Regions from separate parts of the Mus musculus genome. Here all the other regions are linked to region 1. Evidence: chromatin contacts called from public ChIA-PET, HiChIP or PLAC-seq, capture Hi-C and promoter capture Hi-C data. All regions are on one chromosome and are shown on one strand. Each heading gives the region's core, a stretch centred on a gene start, on an enhancer-like site or on the middle of the called end of the contact. The rest is flanking DNA. Distances are from core to core; before and after follow the strand shown. Region 1 holds the start of Tsnaxip1 (translin-associated factor X (Tsnax) interacting protein 1). Region 2 holds the start of Slc7a6 (solute carrier family 7 (cationic amino acid transporter, y+ system), member 6). Region 3 holds the start of Esrp2 (epithelial splicing regulatory protein 2). Region 4 holds the start of Slc7a6os (solute carrier family 7, member 6 opposite strand). Region 5 holds the start of Hsd11b2 (hydroxysteroid 11-beta dehydrogenase 2). Region 6 holds the start of Smpd3 (sphingomyelin phosphodiesterase 3, neutral).

Region 1 (4,792 bases), core at 507-3,006:
CCCTGATACTAGTTCAGGAGCTTCAAACACTGACAACGGGGAACATCAGTCCTATGTTGAGGAGGGAAAGGGATAGTTAAGTAGGCTTACCCATCTCTTCCTTTGCTGACAATCTTTACTTCAAAATAGTAAATACCACAGGCTGCTGGGATGGGGTGGGTGGCACGTACAGAGGCTGCATCTTTGTGATTTTTGCCATGACCTGATGTAAGAAGCCAAGGAAGGAATGTCAACACCAGAAAAACGCAAATGAAGGCCTCCTTTTTCTCTACGCCATGGTAAATTCAACCCTCCCTGGCCAGAAGAAGTTCTTGTACTCTCTGAGGAATAATAAGACAACTGAGTAAACACTTAAGCCTCCCGCCTTTAGATCATCTCCACCCCAGACCAACAGTCCTGACAGAGATATTGTCCTCCACAACAAACAAAACAAGGTAGATACAGGCAACAGAAGTGTGTGAGAGACACTGAATACTGTTGTCCGTCTCTCCAGAATCCAAACAGCCCAGCCTGGAGCCCAGGGGAAGGAAGTGGCAAAAATGGAAGTCACCAACAACAACTTTAGCACACAGCGCCTAGCCCAGTCCCGGGATGACTGGCAGCCAGGCAGCCCATGCACTTACTGTGGCAATGTTACCACCTCTTTTTGCAAAAAAAAGACTGAAACTAAGCCGTGGTAAAGGGCCTAGCATAAATTGGAGCCAGCTCAGGAAAGAAGGGTGGCCCTGAAGTGGAAGGTCCTGTCTAGTTTTGGACATTTAATGCAGTTGTCTCTGAGTCTAATATTTAGGAACAGAGCAAAGGAAGCAGGGTAAACCCCGGCCTGACCAACCCCTCTACTCTGGACGTTCCGCTGGGCTAAGGCCCAACTCTCAGAAAACCCGGGCAAAGAAAGGGAAAATGGGCACAGCCTCCCTGCAGACGCAGTAAACTTGTCTCCCAGCGGCCAGACCCGCTGATACCTTTGTAATGGACACGGAGGTTTCCCTGGGAGAGGCCGATGTAGTTGTACTTGTCCTTGGGGCTCCAGGAGCGCGGCAGCGGCGTCTCGTGCTGATTAACCGCAGGGTACAAGCGCTGCAGGCGCCGACTCAGTTCCTGCTCTCCAGGTGACGGTAGCCCGCCCCCGGAGTCCCCACCGGAGGAGTCCCCAGCCTGCGGGTTCCCAGCTCCCGGGTCTGCCGTCGCCGCCGCCATCTTGGAGGGAGCTGCTATTGTGTCACTGGGGGCGGGGAGGAGTGCAACCAGATTTGCCTTGCTCAGCCAATGGGCCGTGAGCATCCCAGGGTCGTAGGGAAACTGAGTCCGAGTCCCGGCAACCTTTCTCTGGACACTACTATACTTCGCCAGATTTAGACTACATATCCCACAATGCATAGCGCTGTAGAAGCCGGCCAACGAGGGTTCCTGGAGAACTTCGGAAGATGTAGTACATCACTGCTCACTCACAAGCCAGTACAACGAAGACTCCGAACCACTGAGAACTACCATTCCCGACTGGCCAAGTGGCCAGACCTCGAAGCTCGCCTTCCTCGTCCACGGTCTCACTTTATTCTTCTGCCTCAGTTCTGTAGCTAATATCAAATTTGCTGTATTGACTGGTTCTCAGAATACCCCATCCCCAGCTCCAGGTCTACTTTTACTGCTTGGCCTTTCTCCAGAGTGCTCACGGGGGCGGGGGCTGGAGGCGTGGCTCAACTGTGAGCCCGCCCTCAACGCAGAGGCTGCTGGGGTCTGGTCCCTATGGCAACGGACTGTACACTACCGCAACGGCTCAATCCTGCATCTGCTCCAAAGTCATGGCCAACCTACAGGAGCGTAAAAGTTTCTCCAAGCCAAGGTAGCACCTGGCCGGGCTGAGGGCGGGGAAGACTTGAATATTTCCAAAAAGAAAAATGACACTGATTCCGATCGCTGCACTGTCTGTTCTTTGGGTAGGACTTCAGCGCCGCAGAATCAGCGATACAGTTGTAATAGAATTGGGGCTGACTCGTCAGTCCAGTAAGAACGTTACAAGCTGCCAAAAGTGCAGGTGTACTTTATCGTAGATAGATGATCTTAGCTAGACACTAAAAAACGAAGTGCCTTATTATAATTATATGTGAAATTCTCACAACTCCTGTTTATAAGAAGCATTCAGTTTCCCACCTGCTCATTCCCAGTAGTGGAAGAAGGGCGAGAGAGGTGATTTCATTCTCAACTCTAATCTTTCAAGGTCTGCTGCCTTGGTAGAAAAAGGCTACAAAAGGACAGCCTGTTGAACAGTGAGAGTTGCAGGACAGTCAGGGCTATATGGAGAGACCCATCTTAAAATAAATGAATTAAAATAATAATAATAAGCCTACAGAGGTTCCAAGGACAGAAAATACCAATGTTATGATTGTCCCTGAAGGAAAAAAAAAGTCTCCGAGAAACAGGCAGCAGCAGGTTGAAAGAGACAACTGTTTCCCATCAAAGGCATAATCCAGGAAAATTACTGTCTATGAAAAAATATGTAATAGGGCTGGGGCTGTAGCTAGAACATGCCAGGACCTGGTTTGATCCCCAGCAACACACAGAATATGAAACAGACTCAGAATCTTCATTCATTAGGAAGGGAGCACAATGTAGTTTTTATAAGCTGAGTTTGATGGTTATGTGACATATTAATTCACAGTTCATGTAGTGACACACTGTTTCCCTTATAGAGATGCAGTGTGGGTTTTCTCCCTCAGACGTTAGAGAGGGTCAACAAGATGGACAGATCAGAGCTTAGCACAGTAGAATGTAAGCAGAACCTGATAAAAGAGACCTTAGAGTTTTATATTTCCTTGGAGAATGTTTCTCCTCCTATGTATGGGCTTTTCTCCCTTTGTTCTCATATCCCTGCTTGCTACTTTAATGGGTTGTCTGTGAAGGTCATTCAATACTAGGAAATTCTCCTGAGCACACATTGCCTGCAGCCATTTATAACACCGAGTTTTCACCACCATTGAGATATAAATGTAAATATTTTGCATTCCTCCTTGAGGTTTGGTGTTAAATCACTTTTTAAAAAATAGGAGTCTAGGTTGTGTGGTGATGGCGCACGCCTTTGAACCCAGCACTTGGGAGGCAGAGGCAGGCAGATTTCTGAGTTCGAGGCCAGCCTGGTCTACAGAGTTACAGAGTGAGTTCCAAGACAGCCAGGACTATACAGAGAAACCCTCTCTTGAAAAACCAAAAAAAAAAAAAAAAAAAAAAAAGGAGTCAAGGGGGCTGGAGAGATGGCTCAGTGGTTAAGAGCACTGACTGCTCTTCCAGAGGTCCTGAGTTCAATTCCCAGCAACCCCATGGTGGTTCACAACCATCTGTCATGAGATCTGATGCCCTCTTCTGGTGTGTCTGAAGACAGCTACAGTGTACTCATAAAATAAATGTTTAAATAAATAAATAAATAAATAAAAATGGGAGCCTAGATGGGCAGTAGTGGCACATGGCACTTGGAAGGCAGGGGCACGAGAATCTCTGAATTCAAGGCCGGCTTGGTCTCATAGAGAAACATGTCTTGAACACACACACATACACACACACACACACACACACACACACGCCTGAGAGATAAGTCAGCAGGTTAAGGATTGCCTGGTTCCCTTAATCTGATCCCCAGATCCCACATGGTAGAAGGACAAAAGTCATACCAACAAGTTGTCCTTTAATCTCCCCTGGACCCTATGGCTCACACATTAATACTCACAGAAAGAAAAGAAGGAAGAAAGAGAGGAAAAAGAAAACTTGGGGCTTGAGGAGGCTGCAGAGATGACTCAGCAGGTAAGCTCTTTCAGAAGACCTGAGTTTGACTCCCAGTGTCCACATCAGGTGGTTCACAACCACCTGTAATTCCAGCTACAGGGAGATCTGACATCTCTTGTGTCTGTGGACACCTGCACTCATGTACACACACAGATAACAAAAAATTAAGCCAGGCAGTGGTGGCGCATGCCTTTGATCCCAGCACTAGGGAGGCAGAGGCAGGTGGATTTCTGAGTTCAAGGCCAGCCTGGTCTACAGACAGAGTGAGTTCCAGTCAGGGATACAAAGAGAAACCCTGTCTCGAAAAACAATAAATAAATAAATAAATAAATAAATAAAATATTAGAGTCTAGAGAGATGGCTCAGTGATTAAGAGCACTGCCTGGCTGCTCTTCTAGAAAATCTGAGTGAGATTCCCAACACCCACAACTCTCTCAACTTCGGTTCCAAGAGATGCAATGTTCTCTTCTGCCCTCCTGGGGAAATACTCATACAAATAAAATAATAAAAATAAAATTTTAAATGAGAAAAGTAGTTAGGGGCTAGGGAGATGGCTCAGCGGTTAAGAACGCTGACTGTTCTTCCAAAGGTCTTAAGTTCAATTCCTAGCAACCACATGGTAATGGGCATCTGATGCCCTCTTCTGGTGTGTCAAAAGACAGTGACTGTGTGCTCACATACATAAAATAAATAAATCGTTAAAAGAAAAGTAGTTAGAAATTAAAAATAAACCAATAAGTACCTGTTTTAGGGTTTTACTGCTGTGAACAGACACCATGACCAAGGCAAGTTTTTTTTCTTGCTTCAAGTTTATTTGTAAAAACAGCATAGGACACTGATTATCTGCAAATAGTGTGTAGGTAGGTGTGTCACAGCAATCCATCTATCTTCACATTGGCAGGAGCCTTTTCTAAGGCAACTCTTATAAAGTACAACATATATTTGGGGCTGGCCTACAGGTTCAAAGGTTCAATCCATTATCAAGGTGGGAGCATGGCAGCATCATGGAAGGTATGGTACA
Region 2 (4,450 bases), core at 100-2,599, 340 kb after region 1:
ATTTCTGAGTCTGAGGCCAGCCTGGTCTACAGAGTGAGTTCCAGGACAGCCAGGGCTATACAGAGAAACCCTGTCTCAAAAAACAAAAAACAAAAAACCTTCTCTTCAACCATACCTAGGAGTGATCATGTCCCTGTTTTTTTCATTCATCAGGAAGGAGGAAGGAGAGCACTTTAGGAGAGGTTTAGTTAATTATTTGGTTTTTCCAAAGTTTAAGTGTAACAGAACCCTGGCTGTCCTGGACTCGATTTGTAGACCAGGATGGCCTCGAATTCACATAGAGTGACTTCCCACTGCCTCCTGAATGCTGAGATTAAAGGTATGGGCACTATTGCCCGGCACACTACTTATCTCTCAATAAGGTTTAAATCTTAAGCGAGAAATGCAGAAAGAATGGGGTCCCTTGCAAACAAACTCCCAAGTCTGTTTCTTTCAAGGTATCTGACAAGTTGTAAATATTTAGCCAGGAGATATGTTCCTCCTTTAGATGTTTCGTCCACTTGATCTCCTAGCAGGCTATTCCTGGAGGAAATACTGATTTCTTGGGTTTTTTGTTCTTGTTTTTTGTTTTTTTTTTTTTTTTTTTGTTTTGTTTTGTTTTTAAAGTCTGATAGCCTACGAGAAAAGCACAACTGTCTCGTTAGACTATATTTATCCCTGCCAGACTGGTCAGTTGTTAGAAGGTCCGGTGGAATATAAAAGGCAGGAAGTCTTAGAATGAACGCCAGCGCCACTAGAGGAAAAAGATAACCTAAAAGGAGATAGAGGAGCAACCAACGGGAGAAGAAAAGGTCAGGATGTCCCAGCATCCCCAAGAGGGGTGTCAGCAGGGTCGGGGGAGACCAGGACAAAGCGAAGAGAGCCAGAAGTGGCAGCCTTCCTGGGTCTAATGGAGTCTGAACTGAGTGTCAGAGCACCGGTCCCGGGAGTGTATTTCTTCCTGGGTTCCCGGGCTGAAGGGAGGCAGTTATCTAGATAGGGAGGCGGTCCAGAGCTCTTTGTGTCAACTGTCTGGGGTCCCACTGGGCGTGCAGTCCCCAAAGGCCAAGGAGGAGAAGGTGTGTGTGGGCCCGTTAGAGCTCCAAGCAGCAGCATCCTCACGTGGAGCCCCAGAGGCTTCAAGTGACTGCGTGGGGAGCCGGGGAGTGTCCATCCCAGGTGAGGGTGACCGCACCCCAGTCACAGCCCGCGGGGAGAGTCCGGGCGCGGCCTGCTGGAGGCTGCTCCGTAACGGTACGCGGATCGCCCAGGGCCCCGGCGTGCTCCAGTGCCCGGAAGCAACGCCGCCTGGGGCCCCCGCTCCGAGCCGGGTCCCCTGGCGGCGCGCGCTGTCGCGATCCGGTGCGAGTGACGTGGCGTGGGCGGGGCTTGAGCGGCCGCCGGGGCGACGGCGCGACCGAGCATCCTGGAAGCTCCGGGCCACGAGGAGGTAGCTGGCGAGGCCGAGGAGGTGAGGGGCTGGCTCCGGTTCGGCTCGGGGTCGTTCTGGTGTGCGGCCGAACACTCTTGCGTGGCCTCCGTGGCCGCGTGCTGGATGCGGGGCCGGAAACCGCGTGGGGCGGAGGGCGCGGGAGAGACGCGGCGGCTGAGAAGAGGACGCCGGGAGCGTGGATCCCTGGAGTGGACCGCCGTGTGAGGAAGACGCAGGCGCGCGCGCGGGCGCGTGTGTGGGGAGAGAGACCCCGAGGGTGGCTTTGTGAGTGTGCAAGATCCCGAGTGTAAGGGGGACTGTTTGTGAAAAACTGTGAGATGGTGAGTGTAAGGGGCCGTGTGTGTGTGTGTGTGTGTGTGTGTGTGTGTTTGTTTGTGTGTGTGTGTAGACGGAAAAACCCAGAGTGCGAGGAGGAAAACCGTGGGCGTGAGGGTGGCTCTGGAGTGTGTGCGACCCTGAGAGAGACGGAGACGGTGAAGGAGGTTTGAGTGTGAGAGAAGCGGGCGTGAAGGCTGAAGGACTGAGCCCTTCGCAGTCCGTGACCGTGCGAGCCTGGGTGAACCTCCCTGGAGCACTGAGAGGTGGCGGAGGAGGAGGAGGAGGAGGAGGAGGAAGAAGCCGTTGTGTGTGAGGAGGGCAGAGACAGCAGGGCGGGTGTGTGAATGCAGGAATGCAGCTTCTTGGGGGCTGTTGAAACCTCTGACTCCGGTTGGGACTTTTAGAGTGCTGAGGTATTGGCGTTTGGGAACACGGTGCTCTTACTCTTTTGAGTGTCTCCTGTATTTTGTCGTCTCATTGGACCATCTCATGTCACAATTATCAGGAAATATTTGGGAAATGTTCGGAAAATTTCTGTTACTCTGCACACCAAGCCAAAAGGCTGGTCACCGCGTTGTGTAATGGGTCAGTATAAATAGAAAACACCTAATTTAACAAGTCTTGGGGAACCAATCGAGATCACTGGGTTATGTGTTGGAGAGAATGCAATCTCCGCTGTTATTGGGGGGCGGGGAGAACGACCCCTCTCAGTTTTGGGCAGCTCATCTAACAGGCTATATATGCTCAGCTGTTTGGCTCCTTATATCTGAGAGCCAATCGATCTCGGATTTAAAGACTTAGGGGGAGCAGATTTTAAAGTCTGCAACTGCTTCCTGGGGTCATTTTTACTTCTTTACCTGGTGAGGTCCTTGAGGAATCTACCCAGGCTTCCTATTTTGTTCAAGTTCCATTGTGATTTCATACAGATAGCTTTTGCTTCCCGACATGGGTCTTAGGCTGTTTACTTGAGTTATATTTGATTTTTCTTTCCTGGCAAATGTGTGGAAAAATCACCACCCTGGTGGAGAGAGAAGGCAGTACTTGCCATGCAAGTGGGTTTCATTTCTAGCACCTCGAACCAAAGAGAAAAAGAGAGACAAAGATGGAAACCATAAGCCTGATCCCCTCTCCATACCCTTCCCCACTGGAGACAGGGCTTCTGTGTTTAGCCCTGGCTGGACTCTTCTCTGTAGACAAGGATGGCCTTGAACTCAGAGATCAGCCTGTCCCTGCCCCCCCCCCCTTTTTTTTAAACCAAAAGCATGTTTCATTTATGTGGCTGGTCTGCTAAGTTTCTTGGTAGAGGAAATTCTAGAGTGTGGAGATGTTCTATAAAAGTTGTGTAAATGATGCTCTTAGAATCAGGGTTTCTCTGTGTAGCCCTGGCTGTCCTGGAACTCACCATGCTGACCTTGAACTCAGAGATCTTCCTGCCTCTGCCTCCTTACAAGAGGAAATAGTATCCTAATGCTTTCTATAAGTTAATATTTTTTTGATAAGTAGCTAAGAATTTATTCTTTGTTGTAGAGATTGAATGGCCAAAACAGAGAAGTAATTCCTTGAAGTAAGGAATAATTTTCTCTTTGGTACCCGACCCATTTGTGATCAAACAACTTTAAAAAAATGTGAATTTTTATTTAGTTTGGACAGGTGACTATTACCACTCTGTTCTTTATTTGCTTTTTTTTTTTTGTTTTGTTTTAATGATTTATAAAAAGGAATCTGTAGGGTTTGTTTGTTTGGTTGGTTTTTCTGAGACCCGGGTTTCTCTCTATAACCCTGGCTGTCCTGGAACTCACTCTGTAGACCAGGCTGGCCTTGAACTCAGAAATCCTCCTGCCTCTGCCTCCTGAGTGCTGGGATTAAAGGCGTGTGCCACCACTGCCTGGCTGGAATCTGTAGAATTTGCATACTTTGTAACAATGATGCTAGTAAAAGGGCTTAAAAATCATAGTGTTATGAAACATAACACATGTTATTAGTAAATAAATTATGCATTTATATTTTTAATTTTTTTTCAAGATAGAGTTTCATGTAGCCCAGGCTGGCCTCAGACTCTGTAACTGAGGACGACTTTTAGCATCCCAAGTGCTGGGATTATAGGCCTGAGCCACAATTTTGTTTTCTATTTTATGTTTTCTTTTTTTTTTTTTTTTTTTTAAAGATTTATTTATTATTATATGTAAGTACACTATAGCTGTCTTCAGACACACCAGAAGAGGGAGTCAGATCTTGTTACGGATGGTTATGAGCCACCATGTGGTTGCTGGGATTTGAACTCTGGACCTTCGGAAGAGCAATCGGGTGCTCTTACCCACTGAGCCATCTCACCAGCCCCCTATTTTATGTTTTCTAAAGAGTAATTTCTGGTGACTTATAATTTAAGATATGATGTCTAATCATTACTTAGGAGGCTGAGAGTTAGAGAGTTCAAGGCCCCCTGGGCTATGTAATGAATCCCAGGTTAGCCTGAGCTGCAACTGAGAGATCCTGTCTCAAGAAAAAGAAACAAAACAAGCGGAAAACCGGAGCCCTAGAAAAGACTGTTTAGCACATACTGTTGAAATAAGAATATCTTATCCACTGTGACTGGAAGTAAATTATATCTAAGTTAGCTGATAGTCTCCATAAAAAGAAAGACAATTTTTTTAACTTAAAAAAAAAAAAAAAGCTACAGGGGAGGGCGGATAGGATAGGTAG
Region 3 (4,572 bases), core at 1,756-4,255, 310 kb after region 1:
GTCTCGTATTTCTGCTTTACCACTTCTGGCTTCGAGAACAACTGACCTGAGAGGAGATGGCATGGGGGTCAGCAGGGTCTGGTGGAGGAAGTCTCTCCACCAAGCTCAGCAAAAATAGGACCGGTGAGGGCATTGAGGACGCGGCAGAGGGGTTTCTACCTTGTGTTCTCTTAGAGAAGGTCACAAGTCAGCAAGGGGACTCTGTTGAAGGGATGGGCACTCACCCAGTCCTGACAGTAGCTGGCAAGCAGGGCAAGAATCTTACCATTGGACCCTTCAAGTAGGTGGAGAATAACAGCTACCATAGTCTTCACTTCCCAGACCCCAAAGTCATCTTCGGTAGCATCTGTTTCTAGTCCCAAGTCTATAGGCAGAGAAGTGACAACTGAGGTCCAGGTCTGTACATCCCACGTCACCCCGAAACACCCAGAGAATCCTAGCAAACACTAGTTGTGGCCCAGTTCATACATGTACCTACAGGTCCTCAGACCAAACACAGACATGTCCACATTCCAAATGTATCCCAAAGAATGAGGCTAAAAACATAGACCTGTCTACATTCATACAGCCCATACGGCATCATGCACATGCTTGGACATATTAGTCACCCCTCCACCTTAATTTTGATGGGTCACAGATACCCTGTGCCATGGTGCCCACTGTGAGGTCTCTGGCGGAGCAGGTGCTTGGGTGCTGCATATGGAATTCTCTGCGGAGGTCGTAGAAGGAGAAGAAGGTGTCGGGGAGCACCAGGTTCTGGGAGCACATGGGAGTGGGGGTGAATAGGTAACCTAAGGTGTTTACAACAGGGGCCTTGGGAACCCAACCGTACCCATGTGCCCTCAATGACATACCTTCCTGGAGGCCTCAGGATGCAGAACCTGTCGCAACAGCTGCTGCCCATCAGTGCAGAGCACATAGGGGCCCCCGCCCAGCAGAGCCACATCCCCGCTCACCAGCTGTGAGAACTGGGGACAGGGAGTGGAGACTCAGACATAGACTCACAGCTAGACAGCTGAAACTGGGGGGGAGGGGTAGCAGGAGGGAGGGACTCAGGCTGCAAAGCTGGTTCATCAGGATGTTCAACCCTACCCTGCCTGGGAAGTAAAAGGCCTTGCCCTAAATCCCAGGCTCCTAATCCCCACCCCTAGCCTAGTTCCCTGTCACCTCCTCTAGGCCAAATGAGAGCAGTCGCACATAACCCAAGCCCCCATTAAACACACTCCAGGAGTCTGGAGTCGGGCCAGAGCAAACACCTGGTGGAGTGAGGCAAGCAGGTGGGGAGGGGAGGAGCAAAGCAGGTTAAACCTGTCCTGGACCAGGCACCACCCTCAGACAGGTGGGGGAGGTTCACACCTGCCCGAGGGCCAAAAGGCCCATGGTCAATGGCAGCCCCGCCCCTTGGTCCGACCAACCCAGGAACAGAGCCACCAAGGACAGAGCTTCATACTTGGCCACTCGCAGCAGCCTGAGCTTTGACCCACACCCCATCGACCAACTGGCACAGAACTGTTTGCTCGTAGAGGGGGGTGGGTGGCACTCTGAAGGCTATCCAGCACGATCCGGCCCTTTCCCTTGGCAATTCTGTGACACTTTCCAATCTAAGGCCGACAGAGCAAGGCAACCAGATTTTTTTCTACAGCACCCTCCCAGGTGAGCAGTGGGCCTGGAGCCCTTCTGTAACCTGGCATCTGTAGGTCTTCTCATTAAGAACGAGAGTCAGAAGAGGAAAGGACTTAACACTCATTACAACTCAGTCATGGGGTGAGTGAGCAATGCAAACAGGGAAAACTCACTCCCACTTGGCCAGGGTGCGGGGTGGGTATGGGAGGGGGCATGCGCCTAGGCCTTTGCGCTCATTGGGCAGGTAGCCCCTAGATAATGTTCGGACAGCACCCACTCACCCACGCCTGGCCAGTCAGCTGGGACAGGCAGGCCTAAACCAGCCGGCCTCACCTAGAGGCGTCTGCCCCCGAGGCAGACACCGCCCGACGCCCTCGCTTCAGCGGTTCCCAGGAGAGCAGGCGGCAGAGACCAAGTGATCTACCGCTAAACCTGAGCCCACCTCGACCCTATTTCTGACGTGTCCTCTGCTAGCGGGGGGAGTGGGAGGGAGAGGAAGGGGCCTCGGGGGGATGGATCCCTTAGCCGCTATTGTCAACTTCCTCGGCAGGAGTGGATGTCTGTAAAGGTTGGAAGGTAAGGTGGCTCTGGGAATGGCCTAGCACGCTTCCACGCGGTAGTCGCTCAAAAGTTTCAAACAAGACCTTGTCCTACTGGCCGTGCCACTGGGTCGCGTCGCTCCAGGTCTCCCCTCCTCCCCTCCCCCTCGAAGTAGTGTCCCTGCCACTCCGCAGTTCCACCACCCACGCGGGCCCCCACGCTCACCTGTTGCAGCACTTTGTCCAGGGACTCCGCCCGCGCTAGGCTGTCTGCGCTGAGTCCACTCGCCTCGCGGCATTGTGGACTCAGGGCAGCCGCCTCGGCGCGAACTAGCGACTTGTGCAGCGTCCCCACCTAAAAGCACCGAGGGTAACCCCATGAGCCGCTGTGCCTCAACAGGCTCTGAAGCGTCCCGAGGTCCCCTCTTTCCCACCCTACCTGTCGGCTGCGCGGCTCCACCACTTGCCAAACTAGGAGGATTAAGTCGGTCTCGTCCGAGCCTAGGTCCGGCCCCAGCGCACCGGCAGTGGCCCCGAACAAAACCACCAGCGACTGAGGTTCGGGACAAGGGTCTGTGGCCGAGTCTACTGCGGGATCTGGGCCCGGGGGTGGGGGCGGCGGCGGCGGCGGAGTCATGGCCGCAGAGGAAGGGGGCGCTCGGCCACACACGCGGACCGACGAGGCGCACACACGTACCGACCGACAGCAGACAGACGAGCTTGGGCGGGATCCGGTGTGTTGGGGGCGGCACCTGCGGCCGGGTGTAGTGGGAGCTGCAGAGACCCGCCCGCGGTGCCCTTTGGGGCTGGGCGGTGCGGCTGCCTATCCCTGCCTACTCCGGCGAGTTACCTGCGGCCCGGAGAGGCCACGTGATCAGGACGGCCCAGGGAACCCCGCGGGAGGGCCAAAACCCTGCCCAGGAGGCAAGAGCTCACTTCTGCTGAGGCGTGCGCTCGCCGGCTGGAGTCCCACCTCTTGCTGCAGTCCGGCGAGACTCCTGGGACGAATCCATTCTTTCTCCTACTTCCTCTCTAGCAGGCACTCTGAGTCCTCCGCAAAAGAATGTGCAGGATCAGAGGCCTCTTTCCATTCTGCAAGGGTCACGCAAGACCCATGGAATTCAACAGGAGGCAATCTAGGGACTATAAAAGGTCGCGACGTCTGGCTTGAGGTTAATGGAAGTTACAAAGGGTCAAAAGCCGACAGTGAGCGCTACCAGGTATCCACTGGAAGTCGGTGAGAGAGATCCGTTGGGGAAAGGGAGGGAGGTAAAGATCAAGGGTTCTTAGAACTGTGGGCGGTCACTAGAGATCACAGAGAAGGACGTGCCCATACAGGTGTCGGGTCGGCGTAGTGCCGGCAGTGCAAGGCGCACGTTACTGTGGACCTGAAGGCTCAGGCCTTGGTGCCAAGGTAGGAAAATCGTGCTTAAACTTTAGAGAGCTGTATCCTAAATGAAGCCGTGTCTGCTGGTAGAGATCTGGAAGTTCAGCCTACCAACCCCACTTGGGGTTTGCCTGCTTGTTTTTGTCTCTCTTGGATGATGATAGAAGTGTTATCTGGCTATTGAAAGCACTCCAGCAGAGAGCGGCTAGAGTTGAGATGTGTAGAGTTGAGTCTGCATCCCCCAACCCAGTTCAGAAGAGTCCCATTCATCCCATGCAGTTTGGTGAAACTCCCTTACTGTTGTTTCCAGGCCGCCCTGTGGGCTCAGGATAGTTTCCCACCTACTCGACTGTAATTAGTACTCTGGCGAGAGTAAAAAGGTACTGGCGTGGGACTTAGAATACAGGATGCCACCGGCTGAAGAAGAACCTTGTGTGTTTGGAAAAGCGGGCTGCTTCCTATCGGTCTTGGATAAAAGGCAACCCAGAGCCCGGGTGCATCCCTAACTCATGCCCAAGGAAGGTCGTGCGGAGCCAGAGGACCTAGAATGTATAGTGCGCCTTCTGGGTTTGTCCACACAATAGCGCAGGAACACAGCGACCCAATATAGTGAGAAGTGGCCGCAGCGCACACCCTGAGACCCTTCACCAGGCGGCCCACCCGGAGCCTGCCTACTCAGCCCCGCTACCACGATAAGCCTGGAATGTCAAATATTTGTTCTAGGAACCCAGTGAAACCTTGAGGTAAAGCCCCTCCCCTCCTCCCTCCCATTCCGGAGCGCGCCTGCGTCAGTCCAGGCTTTCCGGTAAGGACACTCCCTTCCAACTAGTTCCTTCTCGACACCCCTGCAACCCATCGTCCTGACTATTTAAACTTCACAAGGTCTTCGCTACAGGCTCAGGTTCAGTGAGGCAGAGTCTTGGCTTCCCTACCCAGTTATCCCAGAGCTACTGGTATCGGTTTCTACCCACAACCTCCGAGCAAGGCTCCCCTTTCAACCTGTAGACCTCGCCTCCCGATTCT
Region 4 (4,675 bases), core at 573-3,072, 380 kb after region 1:
TACAGAGTGAGCTCCATCTGTACAGCTACAGTGTACTTACATACATAAAATAAATAAGGCTTTTTTTTTTAAAGGTTCAACAGGAGTGAGTATAGACATACAAAATCTAATAAAAACTATTACTTTGAATAGCCAATGCTTGCTAATAAAAACTTTCTGAAAAAAAAAACAAAATGGCGATAAAAGTATCTAATTCATAGTATTTGTGAAGATTAAGAAAAGGAAAATACCACATTAGGAATCTAGCTCAGAGGAAGAACACTTGCCGCAAGTTCCCTTTGTAGTGACAAGTCTGGAATTTTGGTTTCTTTAAAGAACACAGAAACAGTTTATTTTTTTTTTTGTTTTAATCCCAGGTGTGGGGATGTGGGGCTGCTTTGAGCTGTCTAAAGCAGCTGACTATGATTTGCCTCATGCCCTAGCAGAAGTGGTTTTTGTCAGCTGTAGATAGTTTCTGTGACATTTGGAATTCTGGGAACTTCTCAGAGGGTATATATAAATGCTAGAGCCCCGTCTTCAGGGAGGTTGGAGGCAAATTGTTAGTAGTCTGACCATACACTGCACCAAAACCTCCAAAATTGTGAGCTAAAACTCCTTCCATATTTACCTCATTTTTCGTAGCAATGACAGTTTAACATCATCTCTAAATACTGTATATCTTTTAAATAGCCAAATCCACTTTCAAAAGGCCTACATCAATTCTGTTTATTTATTTTGATACACGTTCTCACTGTGTAGCTCTGCCTGGCCTTGAAAGAAGAGATCTATTGATCCATGCCTCTTGAGTATTAAAGGCCTGATCAATCACACACAAAGTTTTTGTTTTTTGCTTTTTGTTTTTTTTTTTTTTGGAGACAAGGTCTCACTATGTAGTCCTTTTTGGGCTGGAACTCAGAGATCCACATGGTACTGCCTCCCAAATGCTGGGAGGGAAGGTGTGTATTACGACACAAGCAAAAGAGAAAGAAAGAAAACCAATCCTAAGGGGCGTGGGTTGCACATGCTTACTTATAATCCCAGCACTGGAGCGACGGAGGCAGAACTGCTGTGTGTCAGAGGTCTGCTTGGGCTCCATAGCCCGTACTATGTCAACCAGAGCTACACAGCAAAACTATCTCAACAGAACAAAAACAACAACAGAAATCAGGTAAAATGAGGTCAACTCTTAGAGATGGATCATCCATTCTTAAGCTTACAGTGTGTATGCTCTTCATTACTGCCTTTGGGAGCAGAGCAGACATATACAGTACTCACTTTGCGGCAGTCGGTGGCAGCAGCCTCTGGGTTTTCCTCCTCGTGGACCAGGTCCAACAACTGGAAGCCCGCATCCCCGACAGCTTCTGACCCACACTGAGGCTCCAAACTGTTCGAGGTTCCCGAGGATCGGTGGCTGGAGACCACCCTGTAGCGGCCCTCTTTACGGACCTCGCGCACCGAGGCACGAAGATCGCGGCGGATACGCAGCTGGCTGCTCCGGGACGGGCGCAAGGCAGCCCGCACAAGCTGCTGGATTGGCTCCTCCTGAGGGGCGTCGGGAAAAGAGATGACTGCGACACGGGCAGCGTTCAAAGATCGCTCCCACAAAGAGTCCATTCACCCTTCTCATACCTGGGATCGCACGGTGGCAACCAACTGGAAGACATTTCTCTCCGCCGCCGCCGCCTCCTGGCCCTCTGGCGTCTCCCGAGCCGCCGACTCGACCTCGCTGCTCCGGGGGCGTTTACAGGCCAGCACGAGCGCCTCGGCGGGCTCCGCGTTGCGCTTCCGCTTCACGCGCAACACCGCAGTCCTGCCGGCCTCCATAGCGGCGATCGCGGAGTACTGTGGGAAGGCGCGGGGCGCGACGGGATGTCCATCCAGTTCAGCGGGCGGGGCCTCACGGAACGTCACGCTACGCCTCGACGCCCCACCCACAGTGGGAGAGGCAAAATGGCCGCGGGAGTGGCGGCGAGTGGATCGCTTCCCACAGCGGGTGAGCTGTTGGGCTTGCTGGGGAGGTTGGGCCGTGGCTGGGCCTGGGTGCAGTCGGTCTTCCGGCCTCATTTTTAGGGCTCTGGCGTTGGGGATATTTGGGTTTCCGGTGTACTTATCTTCCGGGCTGCTCCAGAGTCCACGTGGAGTGGTTCAAGCACCCTGAGCAGGTCTGCCGCAGCGGTCCGCGTGGGTGACTGTCCTTTCTCAGACTGTCGCCGGGCGCAGGACTTGTGTCAGAAGCCTCGCCCCAGTCACTCACACCGGGCGGGACCTCAGTTGTATGCAGCGCCCCTAACCCAGCCGGGAACGGTTCGGTCCCGGGACCGTTCGGGCGGTTTTGCTTCGGGATGGCTTTCTCAGTTCGTATTCTGAGCAGTTTGGGAACCATTCAGTTCACGACACTCACCCGGAGAAGCGCCAGACGTTTGTGTGCCCGAGGTGGACATGCTTTTGATTAAAACACTGGAGTGGCCCTCAGTGCATTTTTAAGTGTGTTCTTAGTGAAACCCTAGCGACATCACAGATAAGCAAGTGTCCTTAATCTGTTGCGGAATAACCACTTCTGCGCTTTTACTGTATAATGTTAGCTCATTGCTCGGCTTACCCTGCCTTCTCACTTGCCTTCACTTGAAGGCTGGACCCCGATGGACTTGTGGGGCCTTTTTAATTATGTAGGAATTTCTGAAAAGTGGCGAAACTTCCAAACAGCCCTATATATTTACTGTAGGCCCCCCCTCACCCCCAAATTTTTCTTCAGACAGGAATCTCATTGTGCAGCCCTGACAGGCATGGAACTCATAGAGATGGTCCTGCCTCTGCTTTTCTAGTGCTAGAATCAAAGACATGCAACGACACGTTGTTCTGTTTTGTTCTTGTTTTATGACAAGGTCTCACAGCATTGCCCAGGATGGCATCAAACTTTAGATCCTTCTGCCTCAGTTTCCTACGTGCTGAGATTTTAGACATGAGCTACCACAACTGGCTTTTATTATAGTTTTTGATGGTATATCCTATATAAAAAATGAAAATTACTCTTGTCAGAAATATCAAAATACTGGTTAATTTTCTTTTGAGATGGGCTGTCACTATGTAGTTCTTGCTGGCCTAGAACTTACTATGAAGACCATGTTGACTTTGAACTTACACAGAGATCTGCCTGTCTCTGCCTTCCAGACCTGAGATTGAAGGTCGATGTTATCATTAATAAAGAATTGTAAGTAACTTTGACATTTTTGTCTGTTTCTTTATTTTTTTTTTCTCTTTGTTTTCTTGTCCTTTCTCTCCATCCTAGGCATTATAATTGATTAGGTTTCTGATATCAAGATATCTTCCTAAGAAGTAAATTAACAAGCCTCACGTTTCTGTGCAAACACTGAGGAGCCAGTTGGCACCATGAAGGTCTTCTGTGGCCGTGCCAATCCTACCACGGGATCCCTGGAGTGGCTGGAGGAGGATGAACACTATGATTACCACCAGGAGATTGCCAGGTACCCAGGGCTGCTGCTCAGCTGGCTGCAGGGGTGCAGGGCTCCTCCATGTCAATTTAGGTTTGAAGAAGATTGTGGAGATTGTTTTTCTGAGCAGTTGAGGTCTCTGTTAGGAGAAGAGAGCACCTGCTGAGAGCAGTGTGGGAAGTGGGTTGGAGAGAGGACAGGGAGTCCTCTGTCCTAACGTAGAAGCAAGCAGTGGAGGTGAGAGAGGCAGAGCAGCTTGGAGGAGCAGGAAGGAGTTTGGTAACCCACTGAATGCAGCAAGAGGGGAAAGTTCAAGAAGCACCAAGATTCCTCCCGGCGAGATGACCGGGTGGATGGGATGCCCACCCGAGAGGAGGAGGTGTTAAGGTTTGGACACTTCCTGTGATGCTAGAGGTCGACAGAAGCACGAGTTGTGGAGACACAGAGTTTGCGGGCGGAGCTCGGTAAAGGTGAGGTTGAGAGAAGTTGCTGCATCCCAGTGAGAGAGGAGATGGAGATGGAGATGGAGCGTAAGAGGATCAGCCGAGGAGACTGAGGAGAGCCAACAGGAAAGTTAGGATGGAAAGAAAAGAGAAGCTCAGGGAAGGGAGGAACGCAGGAAAGGGTCGGGCTGCTCAGAAGCCCTGAATGCTGATGCCCATCAGCAACAGCAGTGGGCAGGTGTGACGTGGGGGAGCTCCTTTGGGGAGTGGACTGGAGAGATGGATGGTTCTACACATTTACACAGTGGGCAGCGCAACTCGCTCCATCCGCACTCTGGGCATTCTCATACACGTATGATTAAAAAGAAACTATTTTGCCAGGCAATGGTGACACATGCCTTTAATTCCAGCAGTTGGAAGGCAGAGGCAGGAGGATTTCTGAGTTCAGGGCCAGGCTGGTCTACAGAGTGAGTTCCAGGACAGCCAGGGCTACACAGAGAAACCCTGTCTCGGAAAAAAAAAAAGAGAGAGAAAAAAGAAAAAAATCTAAAATATTTTTTGAGATTTCATCTATTATTGGCTTTTTTTTTTTTTTGAGACAGAAGAAGGTGTCAGAACCTCCGGCTAGTAGAGTTAGACAGTTGTGAGCCACAGTGTTGGTGCTCAGAATCAAACCCTGATCCTCTGGAAGTGCAGCCAATCCTCTTAACTGCTGAGCCATCTCTAGCACCTAAAATCTTTTTTAAAAAGTAGGTAGGGCAGATGGGGGCACAGCTCAGTTGGTAAAGGGGTTATAGGTCCTTA
Region 5 (4,768 bases), core at 226-2,725, 310 kb before region 1:
CACACACCCAAGGTCAGGGACACACAGCTTACTCAGGCAAGTCCTGACACCCAGGCCAGGGTTCCACCATTGTCCATATTTATAGACAGAGGATGGGTGGATGGAAACACACGAGTGACTCTGAGTGGGGACAGAGGAGTGACTCTGAGTGGGGAACAGGGGTCTTCATGCAGAGTTCTTCCTCTCAAGAGAGTCTGGACACCAGCTCCTTCCCGAAGAGTTCACTGGCTCTTCAGGAACCCACACCCGGATGGAAGGGAGGGCTTTGAGTGTTTACATGAAACACTGGACCGGATTCTGGATACAGGGAAGAGAATGAACCGCAGGACAGAGAGCTGTGATAAGGAATCTATGACCCTCTCAGGACCTAGAAAGGATAGAGATGAGGAATGGGGAGGTGTGTGTGTCAAGGGGGGAAGGTCTGGGGGTTCACAGACGTAGGGATCTCCACAGCTCGGCTTTGCTCCTCGCTCTGCACTTAACCCCCAGTGCCTGCCAGAGCCCTGGCATGCATGTTAGGCACAGGTTGCCAGACACGGGGGTGGCGCAGGGTGCCAGGCCACACACAAACAAGGACCTTCATACACACAGGGAGGGAAATGCACCCACACACTACTTAATTCATCCCCTGGGGACTCAGTGTAGCAGATCAGGGACCACCCTGTCCTGACCCTTCTCCCAGGTCTTCCCATTAACTGGTTCCTGGGGAGGGGGTAGATGAAGCTAAAGAAAAAAGGAGACCTTGATGCCTTCATTGACCTTTCCATCTCTGTCTTTCTCTGTGTGTTTCTGTCTCTCTGTATGTATGTCTCTCTCCTCCTCCTCCTTCCTCTCCCTCCATCCCCAGTTCTAGACTATGGAAGAAAATGAAGTGAAACAGAACCCCCCTTCTCTCCTAGCTGTGGCTGAGAACTACCCAGGTGAGAGTGCACATTTGGGCGTGTGTACCAGGGACCTAAGGCCATGCCTGGCACTGCATGCGGGGGCGGGTGTGGCTGGCAGCAGACTCTGGCTGCTTCCATGCAGTGTTCTGGAAGTCATGGCAGTCACAGCCACAGCAATGTGGAATACTTGAATGAAAGTTGGTGGTGGTGGTGCTGATGTTGGTGGTATGTGTGTGTTAAGTATCCCTGAGGAAGCGTGAGCAGGATGTGCACTCCTGAGCTCGGAGGCTCAGAGTCCTTGGCATGCCAATAGGCGCACAGGAGTGAATGAGATGTAAGGCACAGGGTTGGGCAGACTGGCCCTTTCCCGGGCGAAGCTGGCGACTGACGGCTCCGCCTCATGCAACTTGGGGACTTTGTTCCGGCTTCTTCGAAAACGGATCTAGACAGGGGGGCTGGGCGGGGGGGCACCTGCCTGGCGTGGGGTGCTAAGATAGAAGTGGAGGAAAGCCCCACCCTAGCCCCGCCTTCGCACCGCCCCAACCCCGCCCCCAGGGCGCTTTATAAGCTGGGTCCGAGGACCCCGCAAAGAAAGCGAGTATCCCTCCCACCCCAGGCCGGTGTTCCTCTGCATTCCGTGTCCTAGCCTCGAGTCCCTCTCGGCGCTCCCCAACCAGGCCCCCGCCCCGCCCCAGCCCGGCCCCGAAGTCATGGAGCGCTGGCCTTGGCCGTCGGGCGGCGCCTGGCTGCTGGTGGCTGCCCGCGCGCTGCTGCAGCTGCTGCGCTCAGACCTGCGTCTGGGCCGCCCGTTGTTGGCGGCACTGGCCCTGCTGGCTGCTCTCGACTGGCTGTGCCAGCGCCTGCTGCCCCCGCCGGCGGCACTCGTGGTGCTGGCTGGTGCTGGCTGGATCGCGTTGTCCCGCCTAGCGCGCCCTCCTCGCCTGCCGGTGGCCACTCGCGCGGTGCTCATCACCGGTGAGTGTGCAGAGCGCAGGGACTCCAGGCTGGAGGGCGGGACCGCACACCTAGAGGGTTTCCCTTGGGCGCCATCAAGGGGAACTCCGCAGCTCAGACGTAAGAGTCCTTCTCTAAACGCAAGAAAGTGAGCCAAGTAGGAAGCTCCGGGCACCTCACCAAGTCTGGGTTAACTACCTGCGACCGCGAGGATTATTGGTGAGAAAGTAGAGAGTGGGCAGGTGCTCAAAGGAAACTAGTGACTGAAAGAGGAGAAACTTAGTTTATGCTGAGCTCCTTAAGAGATCAGGTGTGGAGCAGAAGACAGTACTTTAGGGGACTTCAGAAGACCCGAGACGGGGATAATGCCATCTCTTGAACTCTGCCTGACATCCCCCACATCACTAGAACACAGTATCTGCTATTCTCTGGGGGCAGAGTGCTTAGATGGTGAGTTCTGCTCCCCGACCTCCTCTGGCTGGAATCCTTGGAGTTCAGAACCGCCTGAGTTCACAGCAGCTGGAGAGTAGCTGCTTCTTAGATCCAGCTACCCACTGCCAAAACTGCAGCCGCCTGCAGTCTACACCTAACACCTCATCCTGCCCAGCCCTGGGTGCCCAGGAAAGGGTCCTCAGAGAGCTGGACTCAGGTGTCTCTAGTGCCTGCCTGTGCTTTCTTTGTCTGGAGCAGGGAATAAATCTGTCATCAGGAGGGAAGGGGAGGGGAGGGGGGCTGCAGACCCAGCAGGAAATGGGGAGGGGGAGGAAGGCCAGGGGGCATTGGTCCATTGCATGGGGGGAGGGGCAGCTGTTTCTCCCCCAACCACCATGGCTTCTTGGAGGTCTTGGTCCTTTATGGGTGGTCTGCATGATAGGATAGGGCCGGGAGACTTTAGGAGGAAATCCTTGAACTGGACCTTGGAGGGAGTTGGGTAGTGACAGGTGGAATCTGAAAGGTGTCTTGGATCCTAGAAAGGGCGTGAGACAAAGGTTTAAGACAGAAAGAAATAAGCACGGTTTGGGAAGGGGACAGTCAATAACCAGTCTGGCTGGGGGGGGGGGGGGATGTGAAGTTTCCTTGGGAGGAGACCCGAATGTCAGGTGAGAAACCAGATTGCACTAAGGTGATATGGCTTCGGAAGAGAGGGTGGAGGTTGAGTAGGACTCAGGTGATATGGAAGAGACTTCCAGAGTGAGTGTGAAGCCACGGCAAGCCCCCCCCCCCCCCCCCTTTCAGGAGCCTGAGGAAGGAAAGCTACTGAATTCCCTTGAAATGAAGCAGGGACTCGTTATAGGCTCTGCCTTCAAACATGGAACAGATCTCTTCCTGTCCTGTGTGAGCGGCTTTCACCAGATCCTATGCCACTTCAGGTTCTACTGATACAGCTGGGGCATCCTGAGATCTCACCTCAGGTCTTTGCTACTGGTCTAGTCTTGAGCCTGAGCAAGAGGTGAGAAGAGGGATGCTTTCTGTGCCCCAGGCTCCTTCCATCTCTGCAAACCTCAGTGTTTGGGAGAAGAGAATTTGGCCCCAGCCTACTCCCGTGTAAGCACTGGAAGTTGGCTTCTAGCTTCCTGATGCCTGAAAACTCTGGGGTTTTCCGAGTCACCACCAAGCAGCAAGAGCACTTAAGTGACCGGTTCTTGACCCACCTGCCAAGAACACTGCGCTTTCTGCCTACACTCATCCCTCCCCAAGAATGCCCAAGAATTGTTTGTCAAACCTAGGCCACAAGCTCAGCCATGCTGTCATGTCTGGGCTGTGTGACTTGGTACCTTGTGTGCATGCATTATGTATGTGTCTTCGTGCTGAAGGGAGACAGGGGTCAAGCTCGTGTGTGAACATGCAGGCAGGTTTACAGGTGAGCAAGAGGGTAAGGACCCCGGAGCTGAGTTTCTGGGAGGCTTTTAGTAAAGTTCTGTCTCCTCCAAAAGGAAGCAGAAGCAAGAGTGCATGTGTGTGCACACACACTCCCTTCCCCCAGTCAGATTTGCTTGGGAAGGACCCCTCAACACAGACTAGCAGGCCCCAGCTACACAAAGCCCGGTTTGCAGCCCCCAACCAGCTTTGTTCTCTTCTCAGCTCAGGGGGGAGGGGCTGAGACGAGGAGGGGTGCTGTTTGTCCAGGAGTGGGGAAGCTGGGCTGCAAAGCAGCTTTTCTGCACAGCAGGACCTCGGGGCTGGCAGCTCCACAGACTCCCCTCCCCCACTGGCCCTCCTCATCCTCTCACTGGCCACCCACAGAGCCAGGATCAGCATGGAAACCATCAAGGAAGCAAGGGCTTATCAGTACCAGGGACCCCCACACTGGGGCCTTGCCTGGTGGTTCTTATCTCTGCATACCAAGGGCAAGAAAATGAAGACTCCATGGGTAGTCACCGACCTTGGGTCACACTTAGTGGTGTGGGAAGGGATTCCAATGCAGGTCTGTTTTCTTCACTTACCATGCATGGTTCCTAGCCTGAGAGGAAAAGTGATCTGGGGCTCAGCAAATGTATACATACGTCCGAAGTCAATGATTGGAATTCCAAGGGCAGAGATCAAGGGGGAGTTGGGAACGGGCTCCAAGTTGAGTCTGGAACAATAGTAGGAGCAACTGAGGCTGCAGAAGTACTCAGGTTGAGTACGGCCAGGATGATGGCATCTGGGCTTTATTCTAAGGCCCATAGAATCCTGGGGAAGCAAAAAGCCTTTAGGACTTGTCAGCAGCAGGGTGATACTGTCATTTTAAAAAATATCCCTCTGACTTAGGCTGATGATAGATTCACGAGACAAGTTGGGACCAGAGTGGGTCTGTTTCTTCTAGAAAGTAAGGTTTATCAATCACATTTGATGGGATAGCTATAGGGAACCAGATAGATGACAACTGTCACAGAACTGATGCTCAGGGTTCAGTCAGGAGGGCCAACGTATAACACACATTTGTAAGG
Region 6 (4,637 bases), core at 1,421-3,920, 510 kb after region 1:
TCGCCCCAACAGAAAGGTGTGTGGTTCAACAATGTCCACAGCAGCTCCGAGCCTACAGGGGAGTAGTGGTTGTCAATTTGTGCTTTGGCTTGACTTCCTTCCAGCAGAGGTCACTGTGGATGCTGGCAGTGGACACTTTAGGGAAAAGGATCAGGTAGGCTTGGCTGACTGGAGTTTCCACTGCCTGGTTCTTTCACAGTCCATAATCTATCCCCTTAATTTATGTGAAGGAGATAATCTTGAAGCGACCTGAAAAAACTTTGTGGTAAAAGCGATGGTGGTAGGGAAACTTAGGTCAGTGGCTGGGACTAATAAGGCTGAGAGGGCTGCATTCATCTTCTAGGAATATTAAGACAGAGTCTCATTATATAGTTCAGGCTGACCTCTAACTCGTGGCAATCCTCCTGCCTCAACCTTTCAAGTGCGGGATTATAGGCTTGTGGCCACCATTACTGGCTTGTACCTGGTGTTTCTGAGTCTCCATTTGTGACCAATTACTGGTAATATCCCTGTAGCTCTACCAGCTCTGCTCATATACCCCTTCCAGCCTCTATTGACAGACTTCCCAAATCTTCCTTGGCAGCCAGTGGTTGTGATAAGGTAGGTTTTGGTCATTAGGGCAGCCCCCTACAGCATGATAAGGTGCTCCAGGGAATGAGGACTGATAAAGATTTCAGGGTCAGATTTGGGTGCCCAAAGGGCTAAAGAGGGTGTCACATTCTTGTGAAGTTTCACTGACTGGAATATAGCCAGTCCTTCAGGTTGGACCCGAGGCAGTTTAAAGCTGCCTTCATCCTGAAGTTGAACCTTAGGTCAGCAACTGTGACTTGAGAGTTAAAAGGATAACTGTCTTGCTACCTTCTACATCTAAGCTTGGTTCCTCTTCCTCCTCCTTCTTCCCACCCCTCCCCCAGCCATATGCATAGCCTCACCACAGCAAGGCACACGCGTGAATACTGGAGCATGGACAGACACATTCATCCAGTCACATTTTCACTCACGCTCTGCCCCACACACCACTATCAATAAAAATCACATCTAGCCACAAAACCAAATTTGTCCTAATATAGCTGATAGGGCATGAGGTTGAATGGGTTTAGTCAGCATGCTTCTTCAGATCCCCTCAACTGCAAGGTAGAGTCCCTGGTCATCCCTGTCCTCGTGGTCACAAGTCCTGCCTCTAGTAACCATCAATCCCATCGCATTCTTGGGGCAGGACTGGCAGTGGGGTTGGAAGGTGGGGACAGAGAAGAGTGTATGGCACAGGACCCAGCACAGCACAGCCACCTCCTCCCTCGGGATTTTCCATCCCGGCTCGCGCGGGCCCGCGAGGAGCGAGCGCGCTTTGTCTCTCTCGCTCTCTCTTCTCCTAGCACGTTTCCGTGGAAGCTACCCGTGCCGCGCCCGAAGCCCCCCTTCCTCAGCCGCGCCCCTCGCGCAGTCCAGCCCTGCACGCCTGCCAGTGCCGCCACCGCCGCTTTGTCCTCCCGTGGATGCCTGGGCAGAGCGCGAAAGCCGGGCACCTGAGAGCAACCCCTGCTCGCAGGGTACCAGATCTCGGCGTCCAGATCTGGAGCGCGCTCGGCATGCAGCGGAGCATCCCTCCAGGATCCGCGAACGCGGAGGAGCTGCGGGTTGCTGGAGAGGGAGACCACTGGGTCCTTTCCCTCAGGTGCCCATCTAGACTCTTAGCCGTGGTGCTGGAGCTCTAATTCCCGGGGTGTGGCGGAGCAAGAGAGATGATCTCCACTCTCTACTGCCTGGGACCTGGATCTAGGTGGAGAGGGCCTGGGAAATAAGATCCAGGTAGGGAGGGGTACCTCAGACTCTCACTTCTACCCACCTCCCACACCCAGGCTATTCAGACCTTAGGTGCGGCTCCATCACAGAAGACCCAAGCATCCATCAGTGCTTGGAGCAGGGTGGGGAGGAGTCCTGCAGCCCTTCACTTTCTCCATTCCCAAAAACAAATATCCCACAAAGAACCCAACTGTGAGCAAGTCATAAGGGGAGAGCCTGGATGTAAAGGAGGGCAAAGGGAAGGGTCTCCCTAACAACTCGAAACCTAGGAGAGTCTAAGAGGAGGGGAGGTGTCTCATCAGTCACATCCCAATCCCTGTTTGCAGCCTGTTTGCAGCCTCGAGCTGGGGTGTTGTAAGGAAGGGTCCCTCTATCTCCAAACCTCTCATCCCAGAACAGTCCCTCCATCCTCAACAACCCAAGCAGCCTTGACTTTAGGCGCAGGAAAAGGGAGACTCCAAGCCTTTTTCACGCTCTCCTACGAGAGACCAGAGAGGGTCTTCCAGCCCTTCATCCCTTACACTCAAGAAGCTCTTTCACCATACGACAAAACCCAGCCGAGGTTGCTCCGACCTCAGGCCCTGGGCCACGAAGAGGCCCGCAGTCAGTCCCTCCAGCTCCACGGACAGATGGTGTTAAGTGCGGCGAGGACACGTCCCATCAACTCCCCAGGCCCCCCTCTCCTCAATAAAACAAAAGCAAGTCCTTAGCACCCACCTCAGGTGGCGCACAGGAGGGCGCTCGGTGCGGGGCAGCGCACGCGGCGCCTCCCAGCTCCTCGCGACCGGGGCTTCCTAGAGACGGCTCTCGCGGCGGCGATGGTTACAGCGACCGCGGCTCTGGCATCCGGAGCCTCCCTCGGACTCAGCACCTGGAGCGGCGAACAGCTCCGCGCCTCATTCCGCTGACCCCGCCTCCCGCGAGCTGCTCTGGCCAATGGAGACGCAGGATCCGCCCAGGAGGTTGCCTATTGGGAGGTTCCGGTCCCTCCGTTGGGACCTCGCCCCCAGAGACCGCCCAAGTGTTTGCTCTGCCTGCTGGAACATGTAGTCTCTTAGGGCTGTGGAGTGGGCTCGTGCCGCGGGCTTGTAAACAAATGGACTACATTTCCCAGAGTGCATTGAGGAGCCCTAGGCGCGGAGGAGGGTGGGAGGACTGTTTCCATAGCAAACTCAGCCCCTTGGGGAATGGGGGATGGGGAAGTGGGGCAGGCCTTGGGACCCTTGCAAGACCACATGTGATCTGTGGTTAGCGTCTTGGAAGACGGATTCGGTTATCTTTTTCTCTCTGTTTCTACTTGAGGACCCTGGGCCTCAGTTTCCCTGTCTAGGAAGAAAGGTAACGAGACGGCCTCGCTGCAACACTCGGTGGAGCCAATCGAGAGCGAGACGCTTTGGTTCCTCCCCACCAGAGATAAAGGATACTGGAGGAGACCTTCACACCTCAATCTGAACTTTTATATTTTTTCCTTAATTCTGACACTGAAGGTTTGTTTGTTTTTTTTGTTTTGTTTTGTTTTTTTGTTTTTTTTTTTTTGTTTTTTTTCTTCTGGCCACATTCCTTGCGCCACTAGGACCTTTCCTTCTTGTCCCCACATTTTTGCAGTCTCTCCTTCAGTACTTTCTGGTAGAGTGAGCTGCTTCTGCCTAAAACCTTTCACAGGCTTCCTCGGGCCTCTGGGATCAAATCCACTTTTCACAGCAAAGCTGGAAAGTCCCTTGAGAATTGGACTCCACTCTCGTTTGCATCGTTCTGAACTTTGGAAACTGGCAAGCCTTGAGTACTGATTTTTCTCTCTTCCTCTGATCCCCTCCATCATGCCGTCCTCCAACTCCTCAACATCCTTTAAGCCCCAGTTTAAATGTTGCCTTGATGTGTGACGACTTCCTTGATGTTCTGCCGAGTGTTGCACATCTTCTGTGTCTGTCAGCCTCTACTTCCCCTATTTGATTTGCATGTTTACACACCCAGCTTCCTCATGAAACTAAACTTATAAAGCAGAGGCAAGTCCTGTATTATTCATATTTATAGTTCCGTGTCTACAACCTCTGACATACAGGAGGCACTCAACAAATGCTGAGATTTACCTATAGTTATTGAAAATGAACAGCGGTTTATCTGATTTCAGCATACACCTTCAAAAAATGTTTATTTTCTAAGGTGTTTCCCACTCCTAAAGATGTTCACTAGAAGGATGCTACTGGTTGAAAAAAAAAAGTTTAAATGCCATTCATACTTTTAGGATTGGTTGGGATTTTGTCTGAATGTCCCAGGGTCTTTCTACTACTGTGGTTCTAGAGAAATATATTTGTGCCTGCTATTCCTGTCAATTCCCCCACTAAATGTCACCAGTTCCTCTATTTTAGCTGTTGGCCCTACTTTCTATGTCTAAATGCCTGCCTCCCACTCCCTTTCTGGGAAGATCTTCTCTCACCTGTCAGTCATGAAATAAGATGCTGGCTGGCCTTTAAACCTTCTGCTCAGCATCATAGGACTCCACAGTGATTTCCTGCCTTGCTAGGTAGCATTTTTTCCTCCTGAATCCCCAGGAAAGATTCTGATACTGACTAGATGTCTCATTAATTCCATCCATAGTTTGTTTGTCATCGTCCTAGAAGTTTAGGGTGTATGAAAACACAACCATTCTGGAAAGAATGCCTTCATGTGCATAGTTGATTCACACTGGGAAAGGAAGTAACTGGAAAGACTACTATTCCAAACAGAGCCTGAAAGAAAGGAAGCCTGCTATCCCGGTACAGAACAAAGGCTAGGGCAGAGGATGAATAAAATGTTAGTTCTTCCCTAACAGGACCTCGAGTAAGCCTCGCAGAGGGGCT

Evidence for each region. Promoter capture Hi-C pulls out the DNA fragments that hold promoters and counts their contacts. ChIA-PET counts read pairs in DNA pulled down with a chosen protein or histone mark. HiChIP or PLAC-seq counts read pairs in DNA pulled down with a chosen protein or histone mark. Capture Hi-C pulls out chosen DNA fragments and counts their contacts.
Region 2: an RNA polymerase II ChIA-PET map of effector CD8 T cells shows a contact between it and region 1, with 13 read pairs. The contact joins the promoter of Slc7a6 here to the promoter of Tsnaxip1 in region 1. A contact is called at or near these places in 2 of 39 promoter capture datasets (the C10 cell line and hippocampal neurons), 1 of 115 datasets of contacts at active chromatin or transcription factors (effector CD8 T cells) and 3 of 9 other capture datasets (embryonic stem cells, liver and pancreatic islet).
Region 3: a contact with region 1 is called in an H3K4me3 HiChIP or PLAC-seq map of embryonic stem cells, with 11 read pairs. The contact joins the promoter of Esrp2 here to the promoter of Tsnaxip1 in region 1. A contact is called at or near these places in 6 of 39 promoter capture datasets (cranial neural crest, hippocampal neurons, liver and 2 more), 2 of 115 datasets of contacts at active chromatin or transcription factors (both in embryonic stem cells) and 2 of 9 other capture datasets (embryonic stem cells and macrophages).
Region 4: a promoter capture Hi-C map of pre-B cells shows a contact between it and region 1, with 4 times the contacts expected there. The contact joins the promoter of Slc7a6os here to the promoter of Tsnaxip1 in region 1. A contact is called at or near these places in 4 of 39 promoter capture datasets (embryonic stem cells, hippocampal neurons, pre-B cells and 1 more), 2 of 484 Hi-C or Micro-C datasets (both in embryonic stem cells), 2 of 115 datasets of contacts at active chromatin or transcription factors (effector CD8 T cells and pro-B cells) and 2 of 9 other capture datasets (adipose tissue and pancreatic islet).
Region 5: a capture Hi-C map of embryonic stem cells shows a contact between it and region 1, with 2.3 times the contacts expected there. The contact joins the promoter of Hsd11b2 here to the promoter of Tsnaxip1 in region 1. A contact is called at or near these places in 3 of 39 promoter capture datasets (hippocampal neurons, liver and pre-B cells), 1 of 115 datasets of contacts at active chromatin or transcription factors (pro-B cells) and 2 of 9 other capture datasets (embryonic stem cells and liver).
Region 6: a contact with region 1 is called in a promoter capture Hi-C map of pre-B cells, with 2.4 times the contacts expected there. The contact joins the promoter of Smpd3 here to the promoter of Tsnaxip1 in region 1. A contact is called at or near these places in 2 of 39 promoter capture datasets (embryonic stem cells and pre-B cells).

What each region holds. Positions count from the first base shown.
Region 1 is chr8:105,825,988-105,830,779 of GRCm38.p6, forward strand. Tsnaxip1 (translin-associated factor X (Tsnax) interacting protein 1) reads left to right here and starts at 1,757. Exons shown (of 16, transcript NM_024445.4): 1 at 1,757-1,840. The coding sequence starts at 1,800. Ranbp10 (RAN binding protein 10) reads right to left here and starts at 1,221. Exons shown (of 14, transcript NM_145824.5): 1 at 963-1,221; 2 at 91-202. The coding sequence starts at 1,197.
Region 2 is chr8:106,167,505-106,171,954 of GRCm38.p6, forward strand. It overlaps Slc7a6 (solute carrier family 7 (cationic amino acid transporter, y+ system), member 6), which reads left to right and starts at 1,350. Exons shown (of 10, transcript NM_178798.4): 1 at 1,350-1,450.
Region 3 is chr8:106,133,969-106,138,540 of GRCm38.p6, forward strand. It overlaps Esrp2 (epithelial splicing regulatory protein 2), which reads right to left and starts at 3,006. Exons shown (of 15, transcript NM_176838.2): 1 at 2,602-3,006; 2 at 2,389-2,517; 3 at 855-968; 4 at 642-756; 5 at 266-364; 6 at 1-46. The coding sequence starts at 2,799. It overlaps 1810019D21Rik (RIKEN cDNA 1810019D21 gene), which reads left to right and starts at 1,432. Exons shown (of 4, transcript NR_040346.1): 1 at 1,432-1,653; 2 at 3,199-3,382; 3 at 3,501-3,576; 4 at 3,860-4,572.
Region 4 is chr8:106,209,111-106,213,785 of GRCm38.p6, forward strand. It overlaps Slc7a6os (solute carrier family 7, member 6 opposite strand), which reads right to left and starts at 1,823. Exons shown (of 5, transcript NM_001007567.2): 1 at 1,609-1,823; 2 at 1,255-1,521. The coding sequence starts at 1,803. Prmt7 (protein arginine N-methyltransferase 7) reads left to right here and starts at 1,944. Exons shown (of 18, transcript NM_145404.1): 1 at 1,944-1,972; 2 at 3,266-3,461. The coding sequence starts at 3,367.
Region 5 is chr8:105,517,271-105,522,038 of GRCm38.p6, forward strand. Hsd11b2 (hydroxysteroid 11-beta dehydrogenase 2) reads left to right here and starts at 1,476. Exons shown (of 5, transcript NM_008289.2): 1 at 1,476-1,859. The coding sequence starts at 1,595.
Region 6 is chr8:106,335,295-106,339,931 of GRCm38.p6, forward strand. It overlaps Smpd3 (sphingomyelin phosphodiesterase 3, neutral), which reads right to left and starts at 2,671. Exons shown (of 9, transcript NM_021491.4): 1 at 2,518-2,671. It overlaps 4930506A18Rik (RIKEN cDNA 4930506A18 gene), which reads left to right. Exons shown (of 3, transcript NR_126091.1): 3 at 1-460.